Regions from separate parts of the Mus musculus genome. Here regions 2, 3 and 4 are each linked to region 1. A link is a contact called in public HiChIP or PLAC-seq and promoter capture Hi-C data. All regions are on one chromosome and are shown on one strand. The core of a region is the stretch at or near the end of the contact, and the rest is flanking DNA. Distances in the headings are between cores, read along the strand shown. Region 1 holds the start of Nup214 (nucleoporin 214). Region 2 holds the start of Prrx2 (paired related homeobox 2). Region 3 holds the start of Slc2a8 (solute carrier family 2, (facilitated glucose transporter), member 8). Region 4 holds the start of Tor1a (torsin family 1, member A (torsin A)).

Region 1 (7,855 bases), core at 3,848-6,347:
GCTGAAGCAGTCCTCCCCAGGACCCCCAGTCAAGAACAGCAAAGTTTGAGTCCAGCCCGTCTGACTCAGAAGCCCAGGTGCCACCTGCTGGCCTTTACTGCCTCTGAGGAAAGCAAGGGAGGTCTCATCCCTCCCTCCCCAGGGAGTCACCATTGCTGCTGTCTATAGGGAGAGATGGTCACTGAGAATTGTGTGTGCAGCTGTGAGGCATCCCTGGCTCCCTCCAGGGCCTCAGGGTCCTGTCTCCACTCAACAGATCTACTTTTCCTCCTGGCAGATCTGATGTCTTTAAAGAGGATGATGGAGAAGCTGGGGGTCCCCAAGACCCACCTGGAGATGAAGAAGATGATCTCGGAGGTGACAGGGGGTGTCAGTGACACCATCTCCTACCGAGACTTTGTGAATATGATGCTGGGCAAGCGGTCGGCTGTCCTCAAGCTGTGAGTACCTCTTCACTCCATGGGGTCTCAGAGGCAAGGACACCCTGTGTGAGTCAGCGGTCCTCAGGCTGTGAGTCCCTCTTCACCCCATGGGGTCTCAGTGGCAAGGACATCCTGTGGGGAGAGGCCCCGGGCTCAGGGCACCTTACCCATCCCCTAGTTGGTGGACGGTTAGTGGTGCTACCTGTTGCATGAGGAGCTTGGGTTTTCTGGGCCTGTTTTCCTTAGGAGAGATTAGCATGGCAACCCCAAGATTGGGGACTTCCCCATCAATGACCAAAATGATGGTAGCACCAAATGTCCTTTTTTGCTTCCTTCCTTCCTTCCTTCCTTCCTTCCTTCCTTCCTTCTTTCCTTTCCTTTCCTTTCCTTTCCTTTCCTTTCCTTTCCTTTCCTTTCCTTTCCTTTCCTTTCTTTCTCTTCCTTCCTTCGTTCGTTCCTTCGTTCGTTCGTTCGTTCGTTCCTTCCTTCCTTCCTCTCTCTCTCTCTCTCTCTCTCTCTCTCTCTTTCTTTCTTTCTCTCTCTTTTTGAGATGTGCTCCCTTTGTTATGCATGTGGTCTTGTCTGGCCTGGAACTCTCTATGTAGACCAGGATGGCCTGGAACTTACAGAGATCTATCTGCCTCTGCCTCCCAAGTGCTGGGATTAAAGGTGTGGGCCAGCATGGCTGGCCAATGGTGACTTTTTAAAAGATCTGATGGGGGTTGGGGGGTTAGCTCAGTAGTAGAGCACTTGCCTAGCAAACGCAAGGCGTTGTGTTTGTTCCTCAGCTCTGAGGGAAAAAAAAATCTGATGGTATTTTGGGGCAGAACTCTGGCCCAGCCCACCCTTCTCCAGACACCTTGGGTAGGGAAGGCATATGGCCTAGCAGCTGTAGGCTTAGAGGGTTGTACTTTCTTCCACCTTGGACTGGCTGAGCAGTTGGGGTTGGGGAGTCCCACTTCTATTTTGTGCCTGGTTTTTCTTCTGTGACTTAGGATCACCAACCCGCCCCTTCCACACAGCTAGCCCAGGGGCATTCTGTTGAGGACGCTGCAGAGGGAAGGCTGGGGAGCTTTCTGTGTGAGGGGAGGAGTCTTGACCCTTTCATTTCCTTCATCTCCAAACCAGGGTCATGATGTTTGAAGGAAAAGCCAACGAGAGCAGCCCGAAGCCAGCTGGCCCACCTCCAGAGCGAGACATCGCCAGCCTGCCTTGAGGACCCACCCGGACCTTCCGGGCTGCCATCCCTGCCCCTGCCTCTCCCTCTGCGCTCTGCCATCTTGACTCATTGTGTTAGGTCTCCTGGGTTATGCCCCAGTGGACTCATTTTTTTTTTTTCTCTATGTAAGCACATGTTACCTGACTTAATGAGGCTGGGAATCCCGAGCCTCAGGCCCCTCTGCTCCCTGCTGCTCTGCCCTCTTTGTACAAAAGGGCTAACATCAAACCAAAAACTGGAGAGGGCAGGGAGGCTGCAAACCTCGTTCCCATGTTTGAAGAGGGCCTGTCCGTCAGTTCATCTTTCTCAGCTTCTAAATTAAATTCAGGCTGCAAGCTGCTCTCGGAAGATCCAGAGCAGGCACAGAGCTCCAGGGCTCCCTAGTGTCTTAGGGACATGCTTCCAGTGCCGCTGGACCTTCTAGCAGCGGCTACTCAGTGGCTAGACACACAACTGATTCCCTTTTGTTCTTGCCCTTGTCCATTCTCAGCGACATGACGCAAGGTGGGGAGGAAAGAACAACCTTTGGGTACTTCAGAGGAACCAGAAGGAACCGCTCCTTTACAGACAGCTCAGAGGGACAGTGTAATGGCACTGTCCCTTGCTAGAGCAGTAGAGGGGTTTGGAGGCAGAGGTGAGGTCAGTGGTGTGAGGGAGTCCTACTTTCAGGGTGGATGCTGAGGGCACCAGGGTAGAAGTGGAGTCAAGTGTTGAACCTCAAACAGAGAACAGGCTGTCTGATTGCACAGTGCCCCAATCCGGCTATTTACTGTCCTGCCCTACTCTCCCCTCCCTTCACTCCCTCAGTTATTTATCGAGTGTGTATTACAAGCTTTAAGTTCTCTTGCTTTGTCTCCATGTGTGCTATGTCCAACTCCTAGCTCCCTTTTCAAATCCCTCAAGTCCTGGAGCTTGGGGATTAGATGGAGGTAACATGGCAGATTTTAGCTGGGCCAGTCCTTCCATTTCACTGCTGGCCTCCAGGGGTTAAGTGCCTTGCTGAAGGTTGGTGGGGGCTATCAGAGAGTGTGGACTGGAGACCCGCTCTAGGCTGCATTGGTCAAAGGAAAGGGTAGAGAGCAGCATTTCCCAGCCTGATACTTGAGGAAGGTGTGGTCTCCACGGAACACCTTGGGTCAGGACTCACCCTCCTGAGGGCCTCCAGGTTGGCAGTGAGATTTCAGTAAGCACCAAGCCTAGCTTTGCAGATTGTCTTCCTTACAGCTTCCTGACTGGTCTTCAGAGACCATTTCCAAGAATTCATGCAGCAAAGTATCAAATGTCTTACCCGAGTGGGGAACCTCAGCCTTGACCCTGCTTGTGTTCTGGAACCATTTACTCTGGGCACTCAGGACGAGACAGTCACTCATCACACATATTTATCAAGCACCTGCTCAATGACACGAGTCCAGAACCCGGCAGTGAAATGGACTGATGTATGAAATTTATGTCTACTGGGGAATCACTCCCAGCCAATCTAGCCAATGACTATGATATGGAGTGGGGGGGAGTGCAAGAGGTGAGTACCATGTAGTCCCAGGGATTCCAGCTGGGCTCATAATTTGGCAAGTGTCAGAGGAGCCTCTGTAAAACCTTAAGTGGAAAAGACAGGGAAGCGTTGAGCTAATGTGCTTTTCCTGTGGCTCTTGTTCCACAGTCCAATACCCAGGGTGCTGTTCCCACAGCAGTGAGAGAGAGAGAGAGTGAAGCAAACAGGGCATGGAATGGTTAGCTCCAGTTCGTCCTCTGGTCTCAACCAGTTCAGTTCAGGAGAGAGATCATTTCGCTATGACTGGCTGATTTTCAGCCCTAGGAGCTGCTTCAAATGCACAGTCTAGTTGAAGTTTAAACCCCAGCATTCCTCCCTATAAATATAAAATCCTGTCTACCCTCACCCCATCCTTTGACTTATTTTTCTTTTAAGATTAGCATCTCTGCCCCCATTTCCTCCTGCCTTCCTTCTCTGAGCGGGCTGGGACCTTGGACTGCATTGGGTCCCTATTCTATGTGACAGAGGAAGGAAGAATCAGCCGGCTCAGTGGGTCCACAACTCATGAGCTTACACACCACCTCCATAAAGGAGTGTGCCACTGACCTCTGCAGAGCACAGAAAGAGGCAGTGGTCTGAAGATCAATCTATGGGAAGACTTAAGAATGACCCTTTAATGGAGGAGTTGGCATATATTTCAAGTTGTGTCTGTTGGTTCCAGGGTTTTTAACCTCTCTAGTTAAGGGCTTAGCTTTCTTGGGACATCGGCTGCCTTATTTCTGAAAAAGACCAAATGTAACTGGTGTAACCAGCAGTTTGGGGATTGCCAAGTATGGCTTTGCCCTGTGACTCAAAAGATGTTTGTAAGGTAGATTTGGGTGAGTGCCATTATTGTGTGCATGTGTGTATGTATGGATGGGATGTGGTCTCCTGCAGACTGAAATAAACTAGAGCAATTTATCAGTGTCTTTGTGTTTCTTGGGGACAGCTCTGGGCTCAGTAAATTCAGAAGAGCTAGCTGACAACAGGTACCAAGTAAATGAGTGTGTCCTGGGTCTCCCATGTCCCAGACAGACAGTTGACGTCATCTGATTAAGCCCAAGACCCAGGTCTACTGTTAGCATTTTACAATGAATAGAGGCTTGCACACATGCAACTTGTTGAGAGACTGCATCTGACAGAATGTGCCCTCTGGAGCTGACCCACCAGCTCCAAGTTAGGAACCTCTTTTATAATTCTACTCCAGAAATGTCTTCAACATCAGTCAGTATACGCAGATCTGAATCTTAACCCTTCCTGGCTGAAAGCTATTGGATAATTTAACTGCTTTGTGTGGAATTCTCTTATTACATATTTTTTTCCAGACAGGGTCCCATGTAACTCAGGATATCTAGAGATTGCTATGTAGCCTAGGAAGACCTTGAATTCCTGACCCTCTAATCCCCAAAAGCTGAGATGATAGCCGCGCACCATTTGCGATGTGAAGTGGATATGGCTTATGATCTGAAACGATTGCCTTGAAAACAGTAAACAAAACCGATCTTTTGTCCCTTTTCCTCTCCGTTTTTAAAAGGGTTCTGCACCGGCACACAGTGCAGTCCACCCGCTAACCGAACCTCTCTGTCCGCTCTTCCCAGCAAAAAAGTTCCTAACTTCTCTAAGTCGGAAGCTTCTAAGAGCCCTGCAGGTAAGTGCTACCGGGAAGCATCGAGAGTCTCAGGAAGGCCGAGCGTGCCTCTCTCTAAGGAAGAAAATTAAATAGCGAGGCTGCGCACGCAGCATCCAAAGGAAGGCGGACTCCGGCCCGCGCCTCATGGCCACACCCACTGCGCGGAACCGGCCAATGGGGCCTTGTGGATTGGCAAGCGCGCGACTTCCGAGCAGCCCTCGACTGCCTCCGAGCACACTAAAAACCGGCCTGGGTGACGTCAGTCACGCGCGCCGGAAACGCGCATCTACCACGCGCCGCGGGCGCTGAGGGAAGGAAGTTGAGGCCTGAGCGGCCTGAGCTGTGTTTGAAAGGCCGCGGGTGGCAGCGGCAGCGCCAGCAGCAGCTACTTGAACACCCTGAAGGCGGCACGATGGGAGACGAGATGGATGCCATGATCCCTGAGCGGGAGATGAAGGTTAGAGCCTGGCCGGGGCCTCCCCGCCTGCGTAGTCCTGGAGTTGCCTTGGAGCCTCGCCTCTGCCGGCTGCTCCTGCAGTTCGCAGGGTCGCGATCGCTCGCCCCACAGAGCGTCCGCAGCTCTGCGTGTCGCGGGCCTGAGTTCCCTGCAAGTGCAGGTACCTGTCCTTGCGTGGGTTTGTCCACGCCTTCTGAGTTACCCCAGGTACTCTGATGGGCTGGTCGCCTTACTGGTGACAGCGATTCTTGTTTATTGAGTGAGACGTACTGTCGCCACCGTCGCTGCAGCCCTTACGACCAGCTTAGAAAGAGGAGCGCATTGAAGCCTTGAAAGCAAATGATCCAAAGTCACGTGGCAAAAGCCTTACATCTCTCTTACGATTTAGGCATGGTCTCTTGTAGCTCAAGGTGGCTTCTGGTCTTGGGCTCTTGTCTCTGCCTCCACCTCCCAAGTGGTGGGATTATTGGTGTGCATTACCACAGTTGGCTTAGACGCTCAGTTCTTATTAGCTCTCTATACTTGAGGGTGGTCCAAACTACCTAAAGTGGAGCCAAGAAACACTATCTGCCTTCAAAACCCCTAGTTAGTAGGAACAGGAAGTCAAGTTTGGCACTGGAAATCAGCTTGAACTCATGAGACTAAAGGAAAAGCAAGCGAACCCTAAGTGATCCCCATGCTACAACTTCTGGATACTGTGTTAATAGTTGGCTTATATACTCTGACAGAATGGAAAGGCAGGGGACCGTAGACAGTTGGAAATGAGTGAGTTGCAGGAAGGTGTTAGCCATTTGTGTGACCGGTGAGTCGCTAAAATGCACATGGGTCGAGTGCTCCATATCATGCTTAGAAACAGTGGCTCTTCCTTGAGTCAGCACATGTGCTGAGCCCGGTAATGGGCAAGCTTCATGTTCCTCAGATATGTTCGGGTAGAGAATTTAGAACCACAGGGCTAATAGCAGTATTTTAATTCCTGCCAAAAGCAGAAAGGAGAGGTTTGGGTTTTGGGTTTGTCTGTTGTGTTTGTTTTGTTTTGTTTTGTTTTGTTTCTTTTGTGTTGCTTCATCACACTGGCCCACCACAAAAAAAGCCACCAAGCCCCAGTGGTACAGTCATGACTATTAGGATGATAATATCAAAAAAGATAGATGATTTGTTTCTTTATGAATGGCCAGTGTGGCCTCATGGGGAAATTTGTGTGAACTTTTACCCACCGTATTCAACTGGGATTAAGAGTACTGCTCTTCCAGAGCTCCTGAGTCCAATTCCCAACACCTACAGGGCAGCACACAATTGTCTGTAGCTCTAATTCTCACACAGACACATGCAGGCAGAACACCAATGCTCATAAAAATCTTCCAGTAAATATGTATTAAACATGGACTGCAAGAAAATTAGTATGTGTGGGTGTGCTAGACACCCTTTATGAAGCATTTCATAAGGTTCTGTAGAAATACATTTTCTCTTGTAGCTGTCATATTCTTTTCACTAAAATCCCTAGCTGGAGAGTTAGGAGGTGTGGTGGAGGATACAGATAGAGCTTAACAAAGTGATTACAGATTAACACTTTTTGAGGGTATTAGATCCCCAGGAACTGGAGTTACAGACAGTTGTGAGCTGCTATGTGGGTTCTGGGAATTGAACCTAGATCCCCTGAAAGAGCAGCCAGTGTTCTTAACCATTGCTTCCTCTCTCCAGCCCTCTCTATTTATTTCATTCAGCAAATGTTAATGAGTATTATACCAAGCACCACCAAATACAGAGTCTAAAAACAAAATTGGTGGCCTCAAGGTAATAAGTATATTTTTGTTATCCTGAAATTGCATTTATGGACTATGATAATAGACATGATTTAATTTCTTCCTTGATCTTGTTTCCTATTCTAAAACAGGACTTTCAGTTTAGAGCACTGAAGAAAGTGAGGATCTTTGACTCTCCTGAAGAGTTGCCCAAGGAGCGCTCGAGTGTGCTTACCATATCCAATAAGTATGGTATGCTCTTCGCTGGTGGCACCAATGGCTTGAATGTTTTTCCTACTAAAAGCCTTCTTATCCAAAATAAACCTGGAGATGATCCCAATAAAATTGGTAAGCACGTTCTTTGATTTATAGTGTGCAGCAGAGCCAGGGCTGCAGTAGCATACTAGTCAGTGTATTTCCTTACTAAGACACGATTCTGATGTCAAAATTGTGATTTCTTTTGGCCTTGCAGGGAGCTTCCACTTAGGGTGCCAAAGGCCTTTCTGAGTTTTCTTTTCAGCTCTCTGCTATTGTTTCTGTGAGCCACTTCTCTAAGATGAGAGGGAAGAAGACCTTACTGTTGTGCTCAGTTGAACGTGGGCTCTGGGAAGCCATCCAGAAGAAGGCATGGCTGTATCACCCTGCAGACGGAAACGTGTGTCTGCAGCATTGAGCAGAAGTGTTTTCAGCAAGGGCCATAGCAAGAGTCTTGGGATATTTAAAGCAGCATTACCTATGTACAGGAGAGTTAAGCTTAGTTCCTGTAACTAGATATCCAAGGTATTGTTACTCTGTATCCATCGTGCATCAGGAGGAAGTGGGGAGAGTGCACCAGTGGGCTGGTGAGACAGCAAAATCTT
Region 2 (7,855 bases), core at 2,603-5,102, 1.1 Mb before region 1:
ACTAACTTTCTTCTGTGAGACGTGGTCTCAGTGTATGTTCCAAGTTGGCCTGGAACTTGCTATGTAGCTGAAGCTGGCCTCATGCTCACAATTCTCCTGCCTCAATGCTCCAAGTCCTGGGATGACAGACACATACCAACAATGTCTGACTAGGTCAACTTTAAAAATATTTAAAGTAGGGCCTGGATAGATGGCTCAGCCCTGGGTTCGATTCCCAGACCCCCATGCTAGTTTAGACTATCCATAAAGTCCAATCCAGGGATTCAGCGCTCTGTTGGCCTCAGGGGGCACCAGGAACATTTGTAAATAAATGCAAGTGTTGACTACTTGCTTGCAAATGAGATAATAGTGATTCTTTTAGTTCTCTCAATTCTACTTCAGCTTTAAAACTCTCAGTAATGGGGCTGGTGAGACAGCCAAGCACCTGCTGCCCTGTCTGAGTCCACGAGTCCATTCCTGGAATCCACACGCCGCAAGCAGAGAACTGATTCCCTCAAGGGCCTCTGACTTCCGCATGTATGTGCATACATCCAGATTAAATAATACAAAAGCAATCAAATAAATAAAATGATTTATTTTTATTAAAATGATAAAATCAAATCTCAACAATTTGGGATGACTTCTGAATAAAGAAAAGATAGTATCTCTCCCTTAACACGTGAGCTTTTAGAACAGATCTGATCAGGGCTGTGCCTCAAGGTGAGACCCACGTCCAGGTTGCCAACAGCTATCCACAGAACCCAACCACCCATCCCCACCCTCCAACCCCTGCAGAGCAGGACTCCCTGACCCTTCCTCTGTCCTCCCCAGTCCCAAGAAGCCCCTGGGCCAGTGTGCTGGTTGAAGGAAGACCCTATCATCCATTCATTGCTGACTCTGGGTTAGCCTCTAGGATTTGCTCAAATCACTATGAAAACTCTTTTAGCCCATCCCTCTGGGAGGCAAGTCCCTGAGTTCTGCCCTGTATCAGTTATGGGTGTCCCCTTGGCTGTATTTCCAGGCAGAATCAAGGCTAATTTCCTCCAGGACTAAGCTCTGGCTCAGCAGCTGACACCTCTTGTCCCTCTCTGCTACCTTGTACTTATTACCTAGCCTTCATCCCAGGATTGGCAAGAATGTGACTATTTGGATCCATCCGCTGCTTCCTCCGTTTTGCTGATGCTGGAGTGGGGACTACGGGCGAAAGGGATGACTTACAGCCGCAGAGCTAGGGAAAGGCGCTGAGCTCAGCCAAACCCGTGCTCTGAGCTCCAGGGTCCAAGATAACGAGATAACACCACCAGCCTGTCTGACTGCTCTGAGTAGGTGTTCCAAAAATAGCAATTGCGGGGCTAGTGAGTCAGCTCAGAGGGGTACCACTTGCCTAGCTGCCCAGCACTTGCAAGCCCTAGAGTTCCATCCCAGAACTGCTTGAAGCACAACAAAACAATAAGACAACCTTGGTTGTGATGGCTCATGCCTCGAAGGCTTGCATCCATGAGGCAGAGGAGGGTGAGTCTCTGAGAATTCAAGCCCAGCCTAGTCTACAGGACAGCCAGGGCCACACAGAGAAGCCCTGTCTTGAACTCAATGTAAATACTGTTAAGCCTTGCTACTTACTAGGTGCCAGCTGTCACTCTTTTACTAAGTTATTAGTTATTTGATTATTTATTTATTTTAAAAAGTATTTAATATTATGCGTGTGTGTGTGTGTGTGTGTGTGTGTGTGTGTGTGTGTGTGTATGTGTTCCTGAGTGCATGTTCATGCTTTGTAGCAGTCCCTGGAACTAGAGCTACAGATAGTTGTGAGCTGCCGAGTGGGTGTAGGGAATTGAACCCAGGCCTTCTACAAGAGCAGTCAGTGCTCTTAACTGCTGAGCCATCTCTCCAGCTCCCTGAAATTAGTTTTAAAATTGATCTTCATGTGTGTATATCATGTGTGTGCATGTGTGTGTGTATGTATGTGTGTAGGCAAGGTCTCCCTTCAGTACTGTATACCAGGCTAGCTGGCCCAAGGGCTTGTCTCTACTTCCCATCTTTTAATTTTTAAAATCTTTTTATTTTTTTAAGAAGATTTATTTATTTATTTAATATATGTGGGTGCACTGATGCTGTCCTCAGACACACCAGAAGAGGGCATCAGATCCCATTACAGATGGTTGTGAGCCACCATGTGGTTGCTGGGAATTGAACTCAGGACCTCTGGGAGAGCAGTCAGTGCTTTTAACCACTGAGCCATTTCTCCAGCCTCAAATCTTTTTAAAAATAAGAGTTATGTCATGTTTTAATATTTCCCTCCCCCTCCCCCTCTCTCCCTCTCCCCGCCCCTCCTTGTGCATGTGAGTGCTCTGACCTGTGAAGTTGAATCCCCCTGGAACTGGAATTACAAGTAATTGTAAGCTGGCCAGCATGGATGCTGGGACTCATTCTGGTCCTCAATAAACGCATCTTTCTGCCTCCCATCTTGCTGTAGGAGCCCTGGGATTACAGGTGCCACTGCGATTGGCCTTTACTTGTGACATTGTGTTCACACAGCAAGCATTTCTCCCTTGCCCTCATCTCCACTTCTTTACTCCTCTCAATAATTTATTCGGCAATCAAGGAAACTAGGGTCTCAGATACTTGCTCAAGGTCCAAGCACAGTCTTGATATTAACACAGGAGGCTGGAGCCCGAGCATTGATGTAGGACATCTCTGCTCATCGTGCTCTGAATGGTGACTACATGAGATGAAGGATACCACTGTGGCCACAGCGCTCCCCAGACCCTAATGCAACGTATATAGGCTCTGGACCTCACTTTGCGCAGTAAACAAGAGCTTGGACAGGCCAACTTCAGTCGTTCTCTGAGCACTAAAATGAGCTTTAGCTTTTCCTGGTCTGTCCTGCAAGGGAACAGGAGCTAGATCGTTTCTCAGACCCTTTGCAATATCCCTGTGTCCTTGGCAGAGACTCAGGGTACCCCGGGGTGGGTCAGAGTCTCCAGGGTGGGTCTCGAGACGGTTTCCTGCTGCCCGCCTCTGACACCCTGAAGACCTCCTTGTGTTCTCTTTGGTGCTATGACTTCATGTCTTTCTGGCAGTAGCAAGGGGAGTGAAAATAGTTTTGGGGTAAGACTTGGGGTATTTGGAGCCCTGAAGAGTCTCCGTTCTTCTCACCCGCTGGTTCTCTGGTCTTTCTTGAAAAAGTTACATAAAAGATAGACCTGGTTTGTCTTTCCCTCCGCTGTCATTCATCTATGATCCTTGCTGAGTCTCTTCCTTGTGCACCCCAGAAGCTCGCCCCTTCCTACTTGGTTGGTCCTTAGGAGAACCTATTCTGGGGACAGGCGCATAAGTGTCACCCACTGCAACATGAGAGAAAAGGCCCAGCCTCCATGCCCGAACCTTCCTTTCGGCATGGAGGGAGCGGGGTGGTCCTCGAAAACTTCTCCTTCTTTCCATCAGTGTGGGAACAATGAGGGACAATCTGGGAAGCGTTCAAGGCCGCTCCTGGCTCCGTAGCAAATTCGAGGCTAATCTGCAATATATGAGACCCTGTCTAAGAAGGAGTGGACTGGAGGGGACAGGATCTGTCAACTTTCTTGGGGTGCCCCACCCCCAATATGCAACAAACAGAGGCGGATTCCCCACCCATCACCTCCAGAGACTCTGGTTGAGATATTTAAAGACCCCTCCCCACGGGATTTGGGCACCCCCTAAACTGCTTCTGGGAGTCCGAGGACCCCGGCCTGGCCCCGCCTCCCGCCGGACGGCGCAGGACGCGGGGAGGGGAGCCAGGGGCGAGGTCCGCCCCGACAAGGGGCGTGTGGCCCGGGCCGCTGGCTAGTGAGCGGTCCGCCCGTAGGGGAGGGCAGAAAGTTCGGGTCCCCGACCGACTGACTTGAGATCCGGCACAGTGAGCAGCGGGAGGCGGCGGCGGCCGGCAGAGGCGCGGCCAGGGCATGGACAGCGCGGCCGCCGCCTTCGCCCTAGACCCGCCAGCGCCCGGCCCGGGGCCCCCGCCCGCACCCGGCGATTGCGCCCAGGCGCGCAAGAACTTCTCGGTGAGCCACCTCCTGGACCTGGAGGAGGTGGCGGCTGCTGGGCGCAGGGCTGCGGGGCCCGTTTCGGGGCCCGCCGAGGCGCGGGAGGGAGCGGCGCGCGAACCGTCCGGGGGCAGCAGCGGCAGCGAGGCGGCGCCGCAGGACGGTGAGTGTGCGGCGTGGGAACCGGGCAGGGGCGGCGGGACTCGGACTACAGCACTCCGGGTCCAGGGATCCCTTCCTTAAGTAACTCGGGCTGAGGAGTTCACTGGCTGCAGGATCCACTAGCTCTGGAACTTTTAGTTGGTGGAGTCTTTGGCTTGTGCGACTGTGACTGTGGGATCGGCGGATAATGGGACAACACACACACACACACACACAGAGAGAGAGAGAGAGAGAGAGAGAGAGAGAGAGCTAGCTCCAAGATCCCAGCTACAGAGACCATGGACTGCAGGACTAGTGGACTGTTGAACCCTGGCTGTGGGATCCCTGGGCTGTGGGGACACAGGGTTTGCGAGACTGTGGCTGTGGACCAGAGCAGCTAAAGGAACCCCCTAGCTGCAGGATCTCAGCTGTGGGCACTGGAGGACTGGATTGTTCACAGTGGGAGCCACAATCACAGAAACCACAGTCCAGTGGTGTGGTGAGAGGTGACCTGCTGTTGTTTCAAAAGTCCCTCCTTCAGGGGAGACCCTCTTTGAACCAGATCCACTTACAATCTTGAGGATGTGTGACTTGGGGAAAGCTGGCTTCCCTTGCACTCCATACCAGCCTACCCTCAGAAGCTGGTGCCTTTGCTGCTGGGGGAAACTGAGGCTGTGGAGAGGCCGAGCCACTAAGCCAAACTTAGTCTAGGACCTTCAAACTAAGACAAGTCTTCAGAGGGTTTGTGGGGTGGAGATATCTGCACAACCACGCCCACCAGTTTGGGGTGGAGGATCTCTCAGGACAGCTAGCTAGGCCTATTTCCCCAGCAGAGGTTAAAGGTCATCTGGAAGGGGCTTTAAAAACAACCAGTCCACCCAATACCACCACGCGCGCGCGCGCACACACACACACACACACACACACACACACACACACACACAAAGTCACACAGGATTATAAAGTCCTCAGCTCAGCTTTTCAAAGAAGAGGGAGTTTGTGTGGGGAGCTGACAGAACAGGGGTTGGTATCCGCCCCCCACACCTTCCCACCCACCCTAAGGACTCCACTTCCTGTGGAAGATCATGGTTAGAGGGATGCTCAAGCAAGCTGGGAGCCTCTGCTCTCAGGTGCCAGTGATGACAGTGACACTGTCTCAAAGCCAGGCTGTGAGCACATGTGTCCTGAAACATCCACGGAGCACCTTCTGATAACCCCCTGCTGCTGCCAGGCAGGCATGTCACTCAGCCCCGAGAGGCCCCTGCCTTCTGTGCTGGTGTCCACTTCCCACCATTTGTAGGGGCCTGGCTGCTCTCTTCCCTCGGGTGTTGGGTGATGGATGATGACTGAGCTGACAGCCCTGGGAGTCAGCTTTTAGATCCTTGATGGAAAAGGAGAGGGAAGGGGGCCGGATCCGGCCAGAGGTAGAGTGAGGTGCCATAGAGCTCCGAGTTCTCTGATTTCACCTTGATGACTGAGGGGTGTGGGGCAGAACAGAGGGGAAAAATTAAGGTGATGGGAGAGGAGGAAGGGGTAGAGCGAGGGAGCCGAGAGGTCGCTGCATTGATGGTGAGGGGGCAGAGGCATCGCCATGGAAGGGAGCAGACAGGACAAAGTCTGACTTCTTTGTCATGTAGCTGGTCCCCAAATGGAAGTCCTCCCCCCACTGTAATCCCAGACTGCAAATGTCAGCGGAGGAGCTAGTGTGCAGATGATGCCATTGGCAGCCACTAGAAAGCTGGGTGGGTACTGGTGCCCCCTGGAGCCCCAGGATCTGGCCACAGTTCCCGAAAGCCCACGAGAACTGCCAGGCCTTCTTGCACACTAGGGTGTTTGAGGACAGAGTGTCCTTTAGATGTAGATATAGAGTTAGGCGGGAGACCCAAGGGCAGGTTCAAGAACCCACCTCCCCCCCTGCCCCTCACCTTGGAAACTACACCCAGATTTGCCCCTGGACGGTGGTGGTTCAGTGGCACCGTACCAAGCTTTGCTCTAGGTTGGAGTCTACAGGAGGAGGCTGAGGCAGCTTCCTGTTGGTCCCTTTGGTTAGTTGTCCCTTCCTACTGCCATTGATTGGTGGTTTCACAGTCTCAAGAGCTCCAAAGATAGGGGAGGAGGGACCTGTCTTTTCCACATCCTGGTGAGCGCAAAGCAAACTGCTGGAAAGAGGTACCAACTGGAGGATGAGTTTAGAGGCCCAGTGTGTACAAGGTCCTGGTTCTGTCCCCAACATAGGAAGGAGGAAGGAAGGAAGACAGAATTGAGTGCCAGGCTCACTCCTAGGGCAGCCTACGTGGGCCTTGGGCTATATACTGTTAACACTCTAATCCTGAGCCCTCAGCACTTCCAGGGCACAGACACTCTTGAAAACCAATCTATCTGTGACTTCTGCCCCAAATAGATAGTTTATTCCCCCCCCCCAATATAAAAATACAGGTTACTGGGGATGAGGACAAATGAATAAGAAATCCTGTTTTCATCCTGCTAATTAAAAAACAAAACAAAACAAAACACCAAACCAATTGATCAACCACCACCAGCAGCAGCAGCAACAAACTAAATTTCTTTTGTTTTTGAAAGCCACCCGTGGTGGGTCCAGCCCATGTCTGCCGATGACTTTCCAAGACTTTGCTTCCCCCCCCCCCCCAACTGGCTTTTTAAGCTGTGGCTTTGCTAGTGACTCAGAACAAACCAGGTTCTCGGGTTCCCTCTGAATCAAATGCTGAGCTATGCCAAGCACGTTAGGAAAATAAACCCTTGTTCGCTGCCTTTGCGATGGCATACAACAAAAGAAACCACATTAATAACCTCGAGTTTCTTTAAACCATTCCCTCCTGTGGGCAGGGCGGAAACCAGGCCATGGACATGCTGAGAAAATAAACATGGCCCCAGGAGCCAGGGAGAGCCAGGGAGAGAGGCCTGAGTTAGGACAGGCTGGGCCCTGCTCAGAGCTGGTACCTGTTTGGAGAAGCACAGGATACTGGGTTGCCATGGAGACTAAATGGATATCAAGAGGATCCCTGTGTAGATTTTGGGTGCTGGGACACCTGGAATCCAAGGTCCCAAGGGGAGCTAAGACCTTTCTGAGCTGAGTGGCAGTTGGTAATTGGGGTGAGCCTAGGTTAAGTGGGGGAACCTGTCCCTTTTCCTTGCTAAGCAGGACCATGGGGCCACCTGGAAATGCCGGGGAATCAGTGGGTTTCAGAGATTAGTACACTTCAAAGCCTTCCACAGTGGTCCTTCTGCATCAGGCTTATTTTGTTCAGAAAGTGTCTACGCTCATCCTTGTACCATGCGTCCAAACTCCTTCCCTTTTCAGGGCTGAATGGTGCTCCACTGGATGGACGTGTCATATTTTGTTTGCCATTTCTGTCATGAGCAGACAGGGGTTATGGGTAGTGCTGCTGTCAACGCAAGTACAGGTTCAAAGGCTTCGGATTCTTTGAGGTATGTTTTTCTGCATGGAGTTATTAGGTCGTGTGGAGTCAGGCGGGAGACCCAAGGGCAGGTTCAAGAAACTACTCCCCCCCCTCCTCACCTTGGAAACTACACCCAGATTTGCCCCTGGACGGTGGTGGTTCAGTGGCACCGTACCAAGCTTTGCTCTAGGTTGGAGTCTACAGGAGGAGGCTGAGGCAGCTTCCTGTTGGTCCCTTTGGTTAGTTGTCCCTTCCTACTGCCATTGATTGGTGGTTTCACAGTCTCGAGAG
Region 3 (7,855 bases), core at 2,158-4,657, 1.0 Mb after region 1:
GGGTGAGAATGAAGCTGGGGGGAGGGGCAGTGAAACCCAGCAGGTGGCCATGTGTCAGGTCTGAAGGCTCCACGCCTAGTGAGATATTACAGGATATTAGTTTATTGTACATAAAAACCCACTTGTTAGCAAAATTATAAAATGCTTAGTTTGTCAGATGCACTGGATATGTCCAGAAGAGATGCAGTTAGGGTGTGTCTCTCAAAGCCTCCATAGATAAGAATGCTAAAGAGTGGAAAGATCCTTCCTATTTTAAGATAAGTGGCTTGGGAGAAGTCGTGAGGCCTTTGCTCTGTAAAGCGGGTCAGCTGGATAGCCTGGGATACCTCCCCCCATATTTTACAAGGCAAAATAGTACAACCCCTACTGGCTGGGCTTAGCTGTGAAGGAGATGTGGCTCGGCCTGCCAAGGGGACAGGGAGGACCTGGACCTCTGAGAACAATCTCTCTCACTGGCTCTCACTCTTTCTTTTGGCTTGGAAGAACTTCATGGGAAGAGCTCCAGATAAGAGACAGAGATCCTGCCGGGCGTGGTGGCGCACGCCTTTAATCCCAGCACTTGGGAGGCAGAGGCAGGTGGATTTCTGAGTTCCAGGACAGCCAGGGCTACACAGAGAAACCCTGTCTCGAAAAACCAAAAAAGAAAAAAAAAGAGAGAGAGAGACAGAGACAGAGATCCCCTCTTTGGGCTTGCAAGAGCCACAGAGAAGCAGTGGCAGGACACAGGTAAATCAGTATTCTAGGAAGGAGAAGCTAAGGGATTTCTAAAGAGCGAGCAGTTTAGTTGTAGGCTTATAACTCGACATTTTGTACATAGTTGAGAAAATAAAATCACCTCATTGAGCTCACAGGTCTCAGTTAACACCTCCCATGTCTTTATTGGTATAAATGTTTGTTAAGTTTAAAAGAATAAATATTACAAGGAGGTAATTTCTAAAGCCTCCCCAGGCCACCAGCTCTGCCCCTCATCTTTGGGGAGCAGCCTCCTTTATGTGACATTCTCCTGAGAACTCAGTGCCAGCATGCAGAAACTCCAGCTCCCCAAGTGACTGAGCTAAAGTGTTTCCCTATATCCCACCCTTCCTTGCACTGGAACCCCCTGACTCCCTCCACAGCGCGGTGGGATTCTGGGACAGAGAAACCACCTGCTCTAGTTCTTCCTGGCACCGGGTTACCAGGCCCCTCCCCCCAGCCCTCCAAGCTGTGTGACCGAGAACCTGGCACCCTGACCAGCAGCACCAGGCAAACTCTTGTCCTCTGTGAACCTCAGTTTCCAGAGTGACCGCATAGCCTCTAACAGGGATCAAAGAAAGCACACAAATCTACCTGCCACATAGGCCAGGAGGATGCCAGTGACAACCATCAGCTGCACACAGGAGCCGAGCAGTCCTCGGACAGCTGGGTAGGCGATTTCCGAGATGTAAACCTATTGGTGGTTAAGGTGAGATTTTACTTGGCTCTTTGAAAGGAAAGGTTTAACTGTACGCTATAGGCCAGCAGAGTGCCCCTCCCCATTTCCTGCAGATTTTTTTTTTTTGTTTGTTTGTTTGTTTTTTTTTTTTTTTTTGGTTTTTCGAGACAGGGTTTCTCTGTGTAGCCCTGGCTGTCCTGGAACTCACTCTGTAGACCAGGCTGGCCTGGAACTCAGAAATCCGCCTGCCTCTGCCTCCCAAGTGCTGGGATTAAAGGCGTGCGCCACCACCACCCGGTTTCCCGCAGAGTTTTAAAGAGGATTGTGGGTAATGGGTTGCCATTATGTGTGTGAGCACTGAGAGAGGAGTGCAGAGCTTTCCTACCCTGGTTTGCTTGCTTGCTTGCTTGCTTGATTGATTGATTGAGATAGAGTTTCATGAAGCCTAGGCTAGCTTCCCGAGCTGAGGAAAACCTTGAATTCCTGATCTTCATGTATTTAACCCTCAAGTGTTGGGATTACAGGCATGTGCCACCAGGCCCAGCCCAGCACACATTTAATATGCACAGATGTGAGTTAGAACGAAAGACTTCTCCCTTGCTGTCTGATGTGTCCTTGTTCAGCCCAGTCCTAACAGGGGTGCCATCACTTCTAATCTCAGGAGTCACTAGACATTATCCATACATACTTCTAGATTATCCTATACTTTATGCTCTAGTAAAAACAAACAAACACAAAACAAAAACAACCCACAGGTCCCCAGTCTCCCTTTCCTCTAGCTCCTTCACGCCTCCAACAGATGAAGAGGATAAGCAGGAGGCCATGGAAGTGAAGGAGGGATGGGTGGTCATCCAAGTGTGTAGCCACAGGTTGCTGGTGACCCTCAGTTGCTAGGGTCTAAATCTTTTCAGACACTATCCCGGGCCAGCAGTTTCCTGTGCAAAGGCCGAAACCACCTCGGGACTAGGCCTTACTTTACAGGGGGGCACTGAGGCTGGGAGAGAAGCCTGTGTCCAGGTAAGTGGTCCAGGTGTGTGGGCTGCAAGGTATATGTAGCCTTCACTGCAAGCAGTGAAGGGAGCCTGCAGCCTATCCTAGGGACAAACCAGAGTAGAACTGCCCAGTTAACAAGAAAATAGGGGCATTCCCGTTATCGCTGCCTAGCATACAGTGACACCACCATAGTAGAGTAAAAGATCAGTAAGGAACTGCCTCGCTGCTGACCGGCTGCCCCCTGCCTGGCAAAGGTCATCTAGGAGGCTCAAACCACTCACCGGTGCCACTAGTGAGGCGACTCCGCAGGCAAGGCCGGTGAGGAGGCGGCCTCCGAGCAGCATCCACACATCCCGGGCCGCGGTGATGACAGCAAAGCCAGTCACGAAGGGCACGGTGCAGAGCAAGAGGCTCAGCTTGCGCCCTGCACGGTCCAGGAGCCAGCCGCCCAGTATGCCCCCTGCAGCAGCGCCCAGGGTCACGACGGCCTGGGGACCCGGGACGGGCTGAAGAGGAGGCCACCAGGGGCCATGGCCCACGATCCTTCCACCCCACGCCCCCTAGTCTCAGAGGAAAGAGAATGAGGAGGATCCTGGGGTGCGGCAGAGAGTGGGGGACCCAGGACTCCCCAGAGGGCTCACCCCGAACCAGGAGGCCGCATTGTCTCCGAGGCGCAGGGCCGGGGGTGCGGTGCGCCGCAGGCTGGGGATGGCGGGGGAGCTGTAGCCGAGCGCGAAGCCGAAGCTGAGGGGTCCCAGAGCGGCGGCGAAGGAAGCGAGGAAGACCCGGCGGCCGCGGGGAGTCCTACGGGTACAAGGCGGGGCGTGAGCGGTGTCGCCGGGCGTGAGAGAGTGACCGCGGCCCCTGGGAGTCCTCACCTGGCTTCCGGTGGCCGCAATAGCGGCTGCGTCTCCTGGGGGTCCTCGGGAGACATGTCAGCAGGACCTGACCCGCGAACTGTCGCCGCTCGGGCGAGCGCGGCCTCCGCTGCAGGAGTGACCAATGGGATGCTAGAACCCGGCCCCCAACCAGAGCTGGCCAATGGAAGTACAGAGCCGGTTGCAAAGCTCAATGGAGCTGAACTACGCCAGCGACCCAAGTAAAGGTTTGCAGGGAGCTGTGTCCGGGACCCAGGCACGACTGTCCAATTGGAGTGTGGTGTGAGTCTGAAGGCGTGGCCCATCAGGTCTGAGCTTGCCAATGAGAATGGAAAGATTGTTTGGGTGTTTTGTTTTTGTTTTTCCCTCTAATCATCTATTGGGGGCTGGAGGGAGTGGGGGGGGGGGGGATGGACAGAGGTGACAGTGTGCCTGTGCACGTTCGAAGTAAACTTCCCTGAGTTTGTTTTCCTTCCACCAAGTGGATCCTCCGGATCGAACGGAGGTCGTCAAGCTTGAGGGCAAACACCTTACAAGCAGAGTCATCTCGCTGCCCCTATTTTGGTGGTTTCTTTTGCTTTTATTTAAACTTTATTTGTATGAGTGTTGTTTACATGTTCACGTGTGTGTGTGTGTGTGTGTGTGTGTGTCCCATGCATTCCTGGTGCTTGTAGAATTCAGAAAGCATCATCAGATCCTACGGAACTGGAGTTAGAGATTGTTGTGAGCCATGTGTGTGCATGCTTGAGCCCTCTGCTGGAACAAGTGTTCGTAAGCATTGAGCCATCCTTTATATTTTTACTTTTATTTTATTTTAATTTTTATATGGAATTGTCTCTAAATCTAGCCTCCACTAATGAGGGTAGTAGTGGGTCAGCGATGGATCACACTGGCTCCCGAAAGACTTCCCACCCTTACTACCCACAGTTCCCTGGAATAGGCTCCTCCCCAACTTTGACTTCTGCTTCAGAGAGCGTCAGGGTGAAAAGGCTCCAAGAAAACTCTCTTGGGCCACCTGTTCCTATCCTTGGACTTTCTGACATTGACCTGGTGCTTCTGGTAGCAGCTCACCTTCATCATGAGTGCTACAAATGTCTAGAATTCTGAGATGATGAGGACCCTGTCAGGCAAGGTCCCCCATTCCAGAAGTGGGACAGAGTGGAACTTAGTGATTCCCTTGTTCCCTGGTTACCCCACGATCATGGTAATTATCTCTATTGTCCTCCCGCCCCGAGTCTCCCTGTGATTGTGTGCCTCTACTGCTCTGCTTAATCGCTACCTTTGTGGCAGCTTCATCCGTACAGATGTAGAAAGAACCAGTGAGAGGCACCTAGTCCCTCTCTGTGCCTGGGTGTCTTCATCTCTAGAGGGCTGTGAGCAGGCTAAGCCTTAAAATGCCCATCCCGTCTGTACAGTGGTTTTACGTTACTGCAGCCACCCAATTGTAGCAACCAGCAGTTTGAAGTTTTGATCACAAGACTATTCTTTTTTTTTTTTTTAAAGATTTATTTATTTATTATATGTAAGTACACTGCAGCTGTCTTCAGACACTCCAGAAGAGGGAGTCAGATCTCCTTACGGATGGTTGTGAGCCACCATGTGGTTGCTGGGATTTAAATTCCGGACCTTTGGAAAAGCAGTCGGGTGCTCATACCCACTGAGCCATCTCACCAGCCCACAAGACTATTCTTAAAGGCGGGCGGGCAATACCGGCTTGTCCTTCTACGAAGTTTCCTGCTTGGGTGATAGATCTTATCACTGCTTTGAAATCACCTGCTCTTCTCTCTTTTTTTCCCAATAGGCATCAGGTTTCTGATGTCTGCAGAGTAAAGGTCATGGATGAATTGTATCCAGACTGGGTACTTTGTACCCGAGTGACTGGCTCAGCAGAGTGGCTTATGTAGAAGGGATGCTACAGTAAGCCCAGCTAGCACCAGACTTCTGAGTCATGGGCACCTAGGAACCATTGGCTAGTGGTATCCCTGCCCAATCTGGACCAGATATTGTCTCTAGGAAAGCCCCCCCCCCCCCCGTCCCTTTCTATGAGCAAAGCAATACTAGCTTGGTGAGTCAGATCTCTCTCTTGCTTCCTCTGTATCTCTCATACCTTTGTCTCTTATTTAGTCATAAGCGGCTTCATTACTGTCCTGGAAGAATAAATACAGGCTTGATTTTTTTTCCTGTTTCATCAAGATATAACAACAAAAAACGACAGGAAAAATACAGACACAAGCTCCTTAATTTGTATAACAGAAAAACCAGCAGCCAGCCATGTGGCACAAGCCTGCTTCCCAGTTAGCACTTGGAAGGTCCAGTGGAAGAATCAAAAGTTCAAGGCCAGCCCTGGCTCCAGGAAACTGAACTTCTTCTCCCTAATCCTAAAACAGATAAACAGCAGCCAAGCCCAGCTGATAGGAAATACTTAGCCTGCCTCTGAAAGACACACGGGGCAGAGAGAGGCACATGTTTCTGGGACTAAAAGAACATAAGGGTCAAACCATCTACTCTTTTGGAGTCTGTTTTCTTACCTTAAAAGCAGATGGTCTGGAAGATGTCTCAGTTGATGCAATGCTTGCTTTGCAAGCATGAGAACCTGGGTTTGACCCTCTAGTATTCTTGCAAAAGCAGGTGTGGCGGGGCATGTCTGTAATGCCATCCCTGGGGATCACTGGTCATCCAGCCTAGCATAACTGGTGAGCCCTGCCAGACCATGGTTTTTCTCAAAAACCAAAGTGCATGGTTCTTGAGGACCTCCAGCCTCTGTATGGATCCCCACAAGCCTCCAGCTGGACAAAAGCTAGAACAGACCTAATAAATCTGCTGATGGGGTTGCGACGCAGCGTGAAGTTGCCTCTAAAGCTAAAGAGAGTCCAGGCACCTTCAGTCCCATGTATCACACTCAATTGTTGTGCAGAAGGGGGAAGGGAAAGGAAGGGAGTACTCCCTATGGCCTGCAAGGAGGAAGGAGCTAAAGCTCTAACCCCTGACACACACTGTGACATCAGAACTCCTCGTACCTGCTTCCTGTGGGCTGACAATGTGGCCTTGTGGGCACGAAGGGGAATCAGGGTAGGTAGGGATTTTAAAAATCAGACTTTGTGGAGGACCTGGGTTGGGTTCCCAGTACCAGTTTGGGCAGCTCCCAAATGCCGGTAACTCCATCTCCAGGGGCTCTGTCCTCTTTTGGCCTTTGTGGGCAACTACAGTCATGTGCACATACACACAGGGGCACATTGCATACACATAATTTTAAAAATCTTTTTTTTTATTATAATTGAACTCAGGACTTCTGAAAGAGCAGATAGTATTCTTAACCTCTGAGCCATCTCTCTAGCCCATTAAAAAAAGTCTTTTATAAAAAAAATCTAACACTTATAAAATGAATTTTGATAAGTGTACATGCATGCATGTATGTGCACCATGTGTGTGCCTCCTACTCTTGGAGGTCAGAAAAGGTCATTAAATCCTCTGGAATTGTAGTTACAAATGGTTGTGAGACACCATGTGGGTGCTGGGAATTAAACCAGGATCTTTGTGGTGTGAATGTGCTTGGCCCAGGGAGTGGTACTATTAGGATGTGTGGCCTTGTTGGAGGAAGTGTATCACTGTGGGGGTGGGCTTTGAGACCTTCCTCCTAGCTGCCTGGAATCCAGTCTTCTGTTTGTCTTCAGAGCAAGACAGAACTCTCAGCTCCTCCTGCACCACGCCTGCCTGGATGCTGCCATGCTTCCATTTTGATGATAATGGACTGAACCTCTGAACCTGTAAGCCAGCTCCAACTAAAATGTTGTCCTTCAAAGAGTTGCCTTGGTCATGGTGTCTCTTCACAGCAATGGACACCCTAACTAAGAGTCCTCTAAAGTACTCTTAACCGCTGAGGCATTTCTCCAGCCCTTCACATTCCAATGTATCTATAAGAGGAAGAACAATTGCTGGGTTCACATGAAAGAACACAGCAGGGCTCAGCTCAGCAACAGCCTGTTTGCCTGGTGCATGCAAGGCCTGGGGCTCCACAGCCGACACTGCAAACCAAACCAAACAAGGTGGACCCACTCAAGTCAGGGGATCTGGACGCTCTCAACGGCAAGGATGCAGGGTTCCCGGCATCACGACCTCCCAGTCGTGAGATGAATTATCCTAAGACGCTGACGGGTGCCCTGGCCTTGTTGTTTGAAAGCAGAGGAAGCAGGAGGCTTCATTCATCTTTCCCAGGGCTCCAGGCAGGAGTGCAGGGGGCCCCACCCCAGTGAACAGGCAGTAACAGGGCCAAGAAAGAAAGCTTATTTATATTATAGTAAAATTAAAAAGCAGCATCTTTTTTTCCATAAAAGAAACATTATATGACATAAGTCAAAATTTTCGAAAAAAATAATTTCCATCTAAACCTATAAAATATGAGAAGGGTTGCAGAGAATAAGAATGAACGTTTTTGATTTATTCAAAGTTTTGATCTAAAACCTTAATGAAATCTACCACCTTTATTACAAGGGGACCGACGGTTCTTGAATGGAAAGAAACAGGGTCGAGAAAGATGGCACTGGACACTGGAGAAGTGACCCACCGGCTGAGGGCG
Region 4 (7,855 bases), core at 1,656-4,155, 1.0 Mb before region 1:
GTCTCAATGACAGACCCTGTCTCAAAAAAATGTAGACAGATCCTGAGGCACATCACTAGAGACAGACATGTGTACACACATGATGACAAGCACACACAAACACAAAATTAAAAACAAACCAAACTAAAATGATGATGATGATAATAAACACAGTTCAGGCTGCAACAATGAGCTCATGGGCAGCGGGCTCAAGAATAAAGCAGACAAACGAGCCCACCTTATTTGTATTTGGTTGTTCGGTGGGGCAGATGCTAAAGAATGAAGTCAGAGCCTCAGTCACCCTAAGCCAGCCCCAGACAAACCCCAGCCAGGTTCGTATACACTGAGCCATCAAGGGGAGACACACAGACCTCTTAAAGCATCTTCCTGGGAAAACTGAGCCCAAATCCTACCTAGGGTGTAGGTATTTCCAGCCACCCTCCTCTTGAAGTGAGCTGGGGAAGGCAGCCATGTATCTTTCTAAAGAACACACGAACAGCTACACTGTACATCTATCTGCTTAGGGTGTTTCCACTGCTCTGTGACCACAATACAGTTCTCCTTTGTATCTAATGTAAGCAGCAACTCTGCAGGTATGGACCAGCTTCCCCTCCCAGCAGCGGTTCTCAACCTGTGTGTCGAGACCCCCGGGGCGCACTTATCAAATACCTGCAGATCAGATATTTGTGTTAAGATTCATAACAGTTACAAAATTACAGTTCTGAAGTAATACCGAAATCATTTTATGAGGAACTGAATTAAAGAGTCACAGCATTAGGAAGGTTGAGAAACTGCCTTAGAGGAACCTACAGTGACCTGAATCATGTGGCAACTCATGGTTCCATACAACTCACTCAGTCGTTAGAACTCCACAGAGAAGGTCTGCCCAGTCTCCTGCCCCAGACTGTGAGCAAGCGCCCACTGCTGCGAGACACCGTTCCAAGCTCTGTTAACTCAACATTTTTTGTTTTGTTTGTTTTGTTTTTCAAGACAGGGTTTCTCTGTGTAGCCCTGGCTGTCCTAGAACTCATGCTGTAGGCCAGGCTGGCCTCGAACTCAGAAATCTGCCTGCCTCTGCCTCCCAAGTGCTGGGATTAAAGGCGTGCGCCACCATGCCTGGCTATGACAACATTTTTGAATCTTCTCCCCAAAGCCATTGAGGAAATGATACTGAGCCCCTATTTTCTCCTCTTCCTCCACCTGACATCCTCTCCATTTCTGTTTTCAAACAGAAGCTTACTATGTAGCCCAGACTAACCTCAAAGGTGTGATCCTCCTGCCTCAGCCTGCTGGGAATACAGGTGTGTAGGAAAACACCCGCTGACCTCAGGCACCAAGATTAAACAACCTGCACAAAGCCACAGTTATGGCCACACAATGCTCAACAGAAAGGGGGTGCACTAACAGACTCGAGGTTGAAGCACCATTCTAAGATAAAGAATGTCCCTGCTCAAGTTAAGTGACAGCCCCTACTGCACAGCTGTAGGGAGGGAGGGACCGAACCTGAATTCAGGTGTGAGCCTGTTATCAGAATTAAACTCCAATAGCAGGTTGCAACAGCTGGGTCAAAGCAAACTTGGCCTCTAGGTTTCCTTTTCACAACAGGGGGCGGGGGGAGGCGACTCCTAAAGACCCTGGAGTTGTTATGTCCCCACTTCCCAGCCAAGTTGTCACCTTACCGAGTCACTTTATGAGTGTCACAGAGGCCACTCATAAAACTTTGGTGGTCTAACTGCTCTATGTATCTCAAACCCTTTGTAACTTACATATCTATCCCCCAGTGCACCCTCGCCACAGCGGGAGTTGTGGGAGTTGGGGTGGAGAGACATAATACAGAACTTCCCACATTCTGGGCAAGTGCTCTATGCCGAGCTACCCCCAGCTCTTGACAGTCCCCTTTAAAACACGGTAGCCTAGCTTCAGCTGTCATTCCTCCAAGGGATATGACCACTTCTGTGCACACCTTTTAAAGAGGAACTGACATACAGAGAGCCATGTTGTGGCTCACTCACTGACGTGGAATTCCCACATCCCACCCCACAACAGAGAAACCCCAATTCCGGGTCATCCGCGAAGGCGGTCAACTTAATGCTCTTGCCTTATACTGTGTGATGTTAGAGGCGTGGGGGAAGTGTAGCGTGGCCACAAACAGGTGTACATAGTCACTGTTCAGTCCGCCCTCGTAAATATTCTCCGCGATGATCTTGCTGGCGAAGTTTTTGCCGGTGCCCGTCCACCCGTGCAGAGAGAGGGTAAGGGGCTTCTTGGGCTTCGGGTTGCTTAGGAAACCAGACACGGCGTTTAGGATGACTTTTTTTGCAAGATGCTGTCCAAAGAGCTTGTTATCCAGATCTTTCTGCAGCGCTGAGAAAGGAAAGATCACTCTGGTCAGGAGAGAAACAAGCTGGCAAAAGGCAGCCCCATTTCCAGGACGTCAGGGCCCGCGGAGCCTGGTTTGGAGAGCGCTGAGGGACCCTGGTGCTGCGAACTCTGCCCTTCCTCGGGGTTGGCCCCAAAGCCAAGCGGAAGAGGTGCCGTGAGGCCGCCCCGGAGAGCTCCGCGCAGGGCTGACACCCTACCCCGGGCCCCGACCACTCATCTCTCAGGCCTCCGGCCAAAGTCTGGCCTGGCAGCGGCGCCATCCCCCTGCCGCAGCATCCCGGACGCCTGGTGCCCGCCTACCCTCCCGGCTGAGGCTCCGCATCTGGCCGCAGCACTCGGCGAAGAGGCAGTAGAGACGAGGGTAGGAGATATAGGTGGTGAGTACGCCGGCCAGGGCCAGACTCAGGCTGATGGGCTCCACCGCACGAACCACGCACGGCGCCAGCAGCAGCAGGGCCAGAGCGGCCCGGCCAAGCTTCATAACCGGACCCGCGCACCTTGCGCGCCCAGCGCCCGCCCAGCGCCCACCGTACCCCGCGCACCGCCCAGACTCGTATTTCCGGTTCCTGCTGGCGGGGCCGCCCTCTTTGTCCGGGGCAGGCAGTCTACCGACGCTAGTGGCTACCATCTTTGTTAAGGGCAAAGTCCCTTCTGCTTCTGAACCTTGATGTTACAGGAATAATATTGAGATTATAGGAATCAGGTGATGATGACTGCTGCCCTATCCCCATCAAGTAACAGTGTTTTAGAACCATTTTTTTTTAATGATGGGCGGAGAGATGGCTCAGCGGTTAAGAGCACTGACTGCTCTCCCAGAGGTTCTGAGTTCAATTCCCAGTAACCACATGGTAGCTCACAACCATCTGTAATGGGATCTGGTGCCCTCTTCTGGTGTGTCTGAAGACAGCGACAGTGTACTGACATACATGAAATAAATAAGTATTAAAAAAGAAATGACGCAGGCACCTGCGTGCATGTGGTGCTCATAAACTCATGTGGGCTTACACACATGCATAAATTAACATGTAAATGAATAAATTTTTAAAAATGAGAGGATAATATAGTGGGTTCCCACATGACCCCCCCCCAACGTGCGTCCCTATCATTAAATCTGACAGGTGCGGTGGGTGGTGTGCACCCTTAACCCCAACACTCTGTATGAGTTGGGGCCAGTCTACAAAGTTTCAAGCAGGTCAAAGCTGCATATTGGATCTTGTCGTTAAAACAAAACAAAACAAAACAGAACAAAACTGACATTTGAGGGCTGGGTATTGTAGCACACACCTTTAATCCCAGCACTCTGGGAAGTAGAGACAGGTGATTGTCTTGGATATCTGAGTTGGAGGCCACCCTGTCCTATACAAGGAATTCCAGGTGCAGTCAGGGCTACAGTGAGAGTCTGACATCTCAAAAAAAAAAAAAAGAGGGATCTGCATCTCATACTTGTTAAAAACCCATGACCAGTATTTTTTTTTAAAGATTTTATTTATTTATGTATGTGAGTATACTGACTTCAGACACACCAGAAGAGGGCATCAGATTTCCACTACAGATGGTTGTGAGCCACCATGTGGTTGCTGGGAATTGAACTCAGGACCTCTGGAAGAGCAGTCAGTGCTCTTAACCACTGAGCCATCTCTCCAGCCCCATGAGCAATATTATTAAATAAAGCCCATAGTTTCTTACCCAGTTTCTTCCTTAGGGAACTGTAGGAATAATGTTATTGTGCACTGTATAAGGATTATCCTTGTATTATTCACATGCTGATTGCTATGCCCTCATATATGGTTGCTATCCTTATTTTGAGAACTGCCTGTCATCAATGTTGTGTAAACATTGCTTCCTAATTATTCAGATTGGTCAATAAAGGGCTGATCAGCCAGTGACAGAACAGGAGAGAGGGAGGAAGTGGGGATTTAGCCATGAGGTGGGAAGTCCAGAAGACATCATAATCATAAAAAACAGCTGGAGCAGAGAAAGCCATAAAATACAACAAGTATCTCAAGGATTGTGGCTGTGAAGTAGTCAGATTAGCTTAAAGGACTAAAATAAACTAATACTGCTCAGTTGTTGTGCCTTAAACCTGTTAAATAAAATTAAATAGTCCTGTCTCAGTTATCTGGAAGCTAGTCGGCTTAAGAGCAAACTGTAACATTTATAAATTACCACTAACAGGGAACACTTTGAGCTCCCCACAGTGCTGACTCTCAGCTTCTCTTGGGTGCTCTTTAAATGACTTTGAGAGTTTTGAGAAATACTAGACACTTGGGGAAGGGGAGTTCTGAGAATGAAACCCTGGGCCCCATGCATTGTAGGCAAATGCTGCATGGAGCTATGCCTCAGACCTTCTGTTTCTTGTTTGGCTTCATATTAAGCTTTCTTTGGGATGGCAGGGTGGGGGCAGGGTTGGCTGGTGGTCAGGGGATGGTAGCTAGGCTACAGGACCTCTACACTCCTAACCTGTTAGCCATCTCCACAGCCTCCGTTTTAAGCTAAAATCTTCAGAACTACGCCAGGCTGTCTTTCAACATAGTACAGACTGGTTTTGAAACTTGATCTCCCTGCCTCAACCTCCTTAGTTCTGGGACATAGGCCTGGTCTTTTGTTGTTGTCATTCCTGGGGATCAAATCTTGGGCCCTCTGCATGTAGCTGTATCACTGAGCTATCTCCTTATCTGAAAATGTTTGCAGACTGTCCTCCTATTGGAATTTGACATTTTCTCATCATTAACTAGAGTTCAGGAAGGGGTTGCCAATGTAAAGTACTATTTCCATGCCGGGTGTGGTGGTGCACGCCTTTAATCCCAGCACTAGGGAGGCAGAGGCAGGTGGATTTCTGAGTTCCAGGCCAGCCTGGTCCACAATGTGAGTTCCAGGACAGCCAGGGCTATACAGAGAAACCCTGTCTCAAAAAACCAAAGGAAGGAAGGAAGGAAGGAAGGAAGGAAGGAAGGAAGGAAGAAAGAAAGGAAGGAAGGAAGAAAGGAAGAAAGAAAATAAATAAAGAAAAGTGCTATTTCCACCACATCCTACCCAGGGCCACATCGTCAGCTTTGTTTGATTGCTGAGACAGTCCTAATTTGCTTTCAGTTAATGTGATAAACACTATGACCAAAAGCCCCTTACGGGAGGAAAGGGTTTATTTCATCTCATGGGATCATTATGTCTAGCTCAACTCAACCTGAAGAAGAGCCTGTGGAAGAAAGTTGCTTACTGGCTTGGTCTACAGAGTGAGTTCCAGGACAGCCAGGGCTATACAGAGAAATCCTGTCTCGTAAAACAAAACACAACACAACACAACAACAACAAAAAGAACCAATTGGGGAACAGGACCTTTAGTAATCATTCCTGATCAGAATTAAGAACCACCCTCTACATCTCACCCATTCTGTCCAATAAGAAACAAACAAATAAAACATTCTTCTCTCAGACATAAATTGAATGAAACCATAATAATCATGTACATTACAAAGTATGTATATAATTAACATCAAGTCTATCATATTTGTCAATTAGATAAAGTATTCTGCCATCATTTCTAACTTAAAGAGTTATAATTCTATCCCTGGATTATGTTTAGATTTTAGATTTTAGCCTGTAACACCATCTGAAAAACTCTATCTTCCACTCTATGGTTCTATTCCCCCACCCCCACCCCGCCCGGGGCCTGGGTAGCAGGTGAGAGATTAAAAACACAACCGAGCTGAGGGCAGATTTACTATGCTGAGCTAGGACTAAAGGTAACTGAGCAACTAAAGTTGAGGGCAGATTTAGGGTGCTGAGCTGGGAGTGAAAAGAAGGGAGTGATAGTCGAGGGGAGGCTTAGAAGAGCCCAGACTTTGCGCTAAAGCATATCAAAGATAAGTGTGTGTGTGTGTGTCTTTCATTGGCAGATCCGAGGGAACCTGGGCATGTCTGGTAGTGTATTCCCCCATCCCCCCCCCCTTTAACAGGGCTGAAAGCAGGAACTACATGCTCCAGCTTGGCCCAGTTTTTAGTCAATAGATTCTCTTTGTTCACCTGTCTTCTTTTTTGTTTGTTTGTTTTTTGTTTGTCTTGTTTTTTGAAACAGGGTTTATCTGTATAGCCATGGCTGTCCTGGAACTCACTTTGTAGACCAGGCTGGCCTCGAACTCAGAAATCCACCTGCCTCTGCCTCCCGAGTGCTGAGATTAAAGGTGTGCGCCACCATGCCCTGCTCACCTGTCTTCTTGGGCAGGGTCTCCTTATGTAGCTCTAGACTGCCTGGAACTCTTCTTGAGTGCTGGGATTAAAGGCTTGTGCCACCACACTAAGCTTTTCCTTTGGGTTTTTAATACAGGGTCTCTCTGTGTAGCCCTGGCTGTGCTGAACTTGTTCTTAGATTAGGATAGCCTAGGGGGCTGGTGAGATGGCTCAGTAGGTAAGAGCACCCGACTGCTCTTCCGAAGGTCCGAAGTTCAAATCCCAGCAACCACATGGTGGCTCACAACCACCCATAATGAGATCTGATGCCCTCTTCTGGTGTGTCTGAAGACAGCTACAGTGTACTTACATTAAATAAATAAATAAATAAATAAATAAATAAATAAATAAATAAAATAAATAAATTAAAACCTGGAGAATATAAATTATAAAAAAAAAAAAAATTAGGATAGCCTAAAAGTCAGATCTGCCTGTCTCTGCTTTTCCTTTTTAATCAAAAGAACTTTGTAGTTCTATAAAAAGTCAGGGAATGGCAGTGTCTCTGAACCCATCCTTCATTTTTGGCTGTGAAATGGACTCTCTAAACAGGTCAGATGCATTTTTTCTTTTTTTTTTTCTCTTTTCTTTCTTTCCTTCTTCTCTTCTTTCTTCTTCTTCTTCTTCTTCTTCTTCTTCTTCTTCTTCTTCTTCTTCTTCTTCTTCTTCTTCTTCTTCTTCTCTTCTTCTTCTCTTCCTCCTCTTCCTCCTCCTCCTCCACTTCCTCCTCCTTCTCCCCTCTCTCTCTCTCTCTCTTTTTTTGATACAGGGTCTCTCCTGGCTGTCTTGGTACTTGCTCTGTAGACCAGGCTGCTCTCAAACTCATATAAATCCACCTGCCTCTGCCTCCCACGTGCTATGATTAAAGGCATGGGTCACCACACCCAGCAAGGACAGATGTATTTTTCAACTCCATTTCAAATAAGCCATGGCTACGTATATAACCACAAAATACAATGCAAACAGGCTGGATGGCTCAGCCATTAGGAGCACAGGCAGCTGCTCTCTCAGAGGACCTGGCACACACATGGTGTCTCAGAACCATTTATAATTTCAGTTCCAAGATAGCTAACAACCTCTTCTGGCCTCAATGGGCACAGTATGCACACATGGGCAAAACACCCATATACATAAAATAATGAATCTTAACACTCACTCCTCCCCTATGTTGTCAGTATTGGCCCACAGTGAACACAGCTGGTTCTTCCTGAGCCTGGAAAAACATTAGAAGACAGGCAACATATTTACAAAGGATTTAATAACACTCTTGAGG

The links. Promoter capture Hi-C pulls out the DNA fragments that hold promoters and counts their contacts. HiChIP or PLAC-seq counts read pairs in DNA pulled down with a chosen protein or histone mark.
Region 2: a contact with region 1 is called in an HNF4G HiChIP or PLAC-seq map of pancreatic cancer cells. The contact joins the promoter of Prrx2 here to the promoter of Nup214 in region 1. A contact is called at or near these places in 1 of 39 promoter capture datasets (liver), 1 of 484 Hi-C or Micro-C datasets (neutrophils) and 1 of 115 datasets of contacts at active chromatin or transcription factors (pancreatic cancer cells).
Region 3: a promoter capture Hi-C map of neural stem cells shows a contact between it and region 1. The contact joins the promoter of Slc2a8 here to the promoter of Nup214 in region 1. A contact is called at or near these places in 2 of 39 promoter capture datasets (neural stem cells and pre-B cells).
Region 4: a promoter capture Hi-C map of pre-B cells shows a contact between it and region 1, with 2.4 times the contacts expected there. The contact joins the promoter of Tor1a here to the promoter of Nup214 in region 1. A contact is called at or near these places in 7 of 39 promoter capture datasets (fetal liver, frontonasal cranial neural crest, hematopoietic stem and progenitor cells and 3 more), 1 of 484 Hi-C or Micro-C datasets (pre-B cells), 3 of 115 datasets of contacts at active chromatin or transcription factors (embryonic forebrain, microglia and pancreatic cancer cells) and 2 of 9 other capture datasets (liver and pancreatic islet).

What each region holds. Positions count from the first base shown.
Region 1 is chr2:31,969,353-31,977,207 of GRCm38.p6, forward strand. It overlaps Nup214 (nucleoporin 214), which reads left to right and starts at 5,098. Exons shown (of 36, transcript NM_172268.2): 1 at 5,098-5,256; 2 at 7,148-7,343. The coding sequence starts at 5,212. It overlaps Aif1l (allograft inflammatory factor 1-like), which reads left to right. Exons shown (of 6, transcript NM_145144.1): 5 at 278-440; 6 at 1,551-4,090. The coding sequence ends at 1,638.
Region 2 is chr2:30,841,515-30,849,369 of GRCm38.p6, forward strand. Prrx2 (paired related homeobox 2) reads left to right here and starts at 3,853. Exons shown (of 4, transcript NM_009116.2): 1 at 3,853-4,167. The coding sequence starts at 3,921.
Region 3 is chr2:32,978,676-32,986,530 of GRCm38.p6, forward strand. It overlaps Slc2a8 (solute carrier family 2, (facilitated glucose transporter), member 8), which reads right to left and starts at 3,408. Exons shown (of 10, transcript NM_019488.5): 1 at 3,283-3,408; 2 at 3,046-3,208; 3 at 2,686-2,892; 4 at 1,327-1,426. The coding sequence starts at 3,338. It overlaps Garnl3 (GTPase activating RANGAP domain-like 3), which reads right to left. Exons shown (of 30, transcript NM_001355200.1): 30 at 7,550-7,855.
Region 4 is chr2:30,965,013-30,972,867 of GRCm38.p6, forward strand. Tor1a (torsin family 1, member A (torsin A)) reads right to left here and starts at 2,906. Exons shown (of 5, transcript NM_144884.2): 1 at 2,662-2,906; 2 at 2,078-2,343. The coding sequence starts at 2,842. It overlaps BC005624 (cDNA sequence BC005624), which reads right to left. Exons shown (of 9, transcript NM_144885.2): 9 at 7,821-7,855.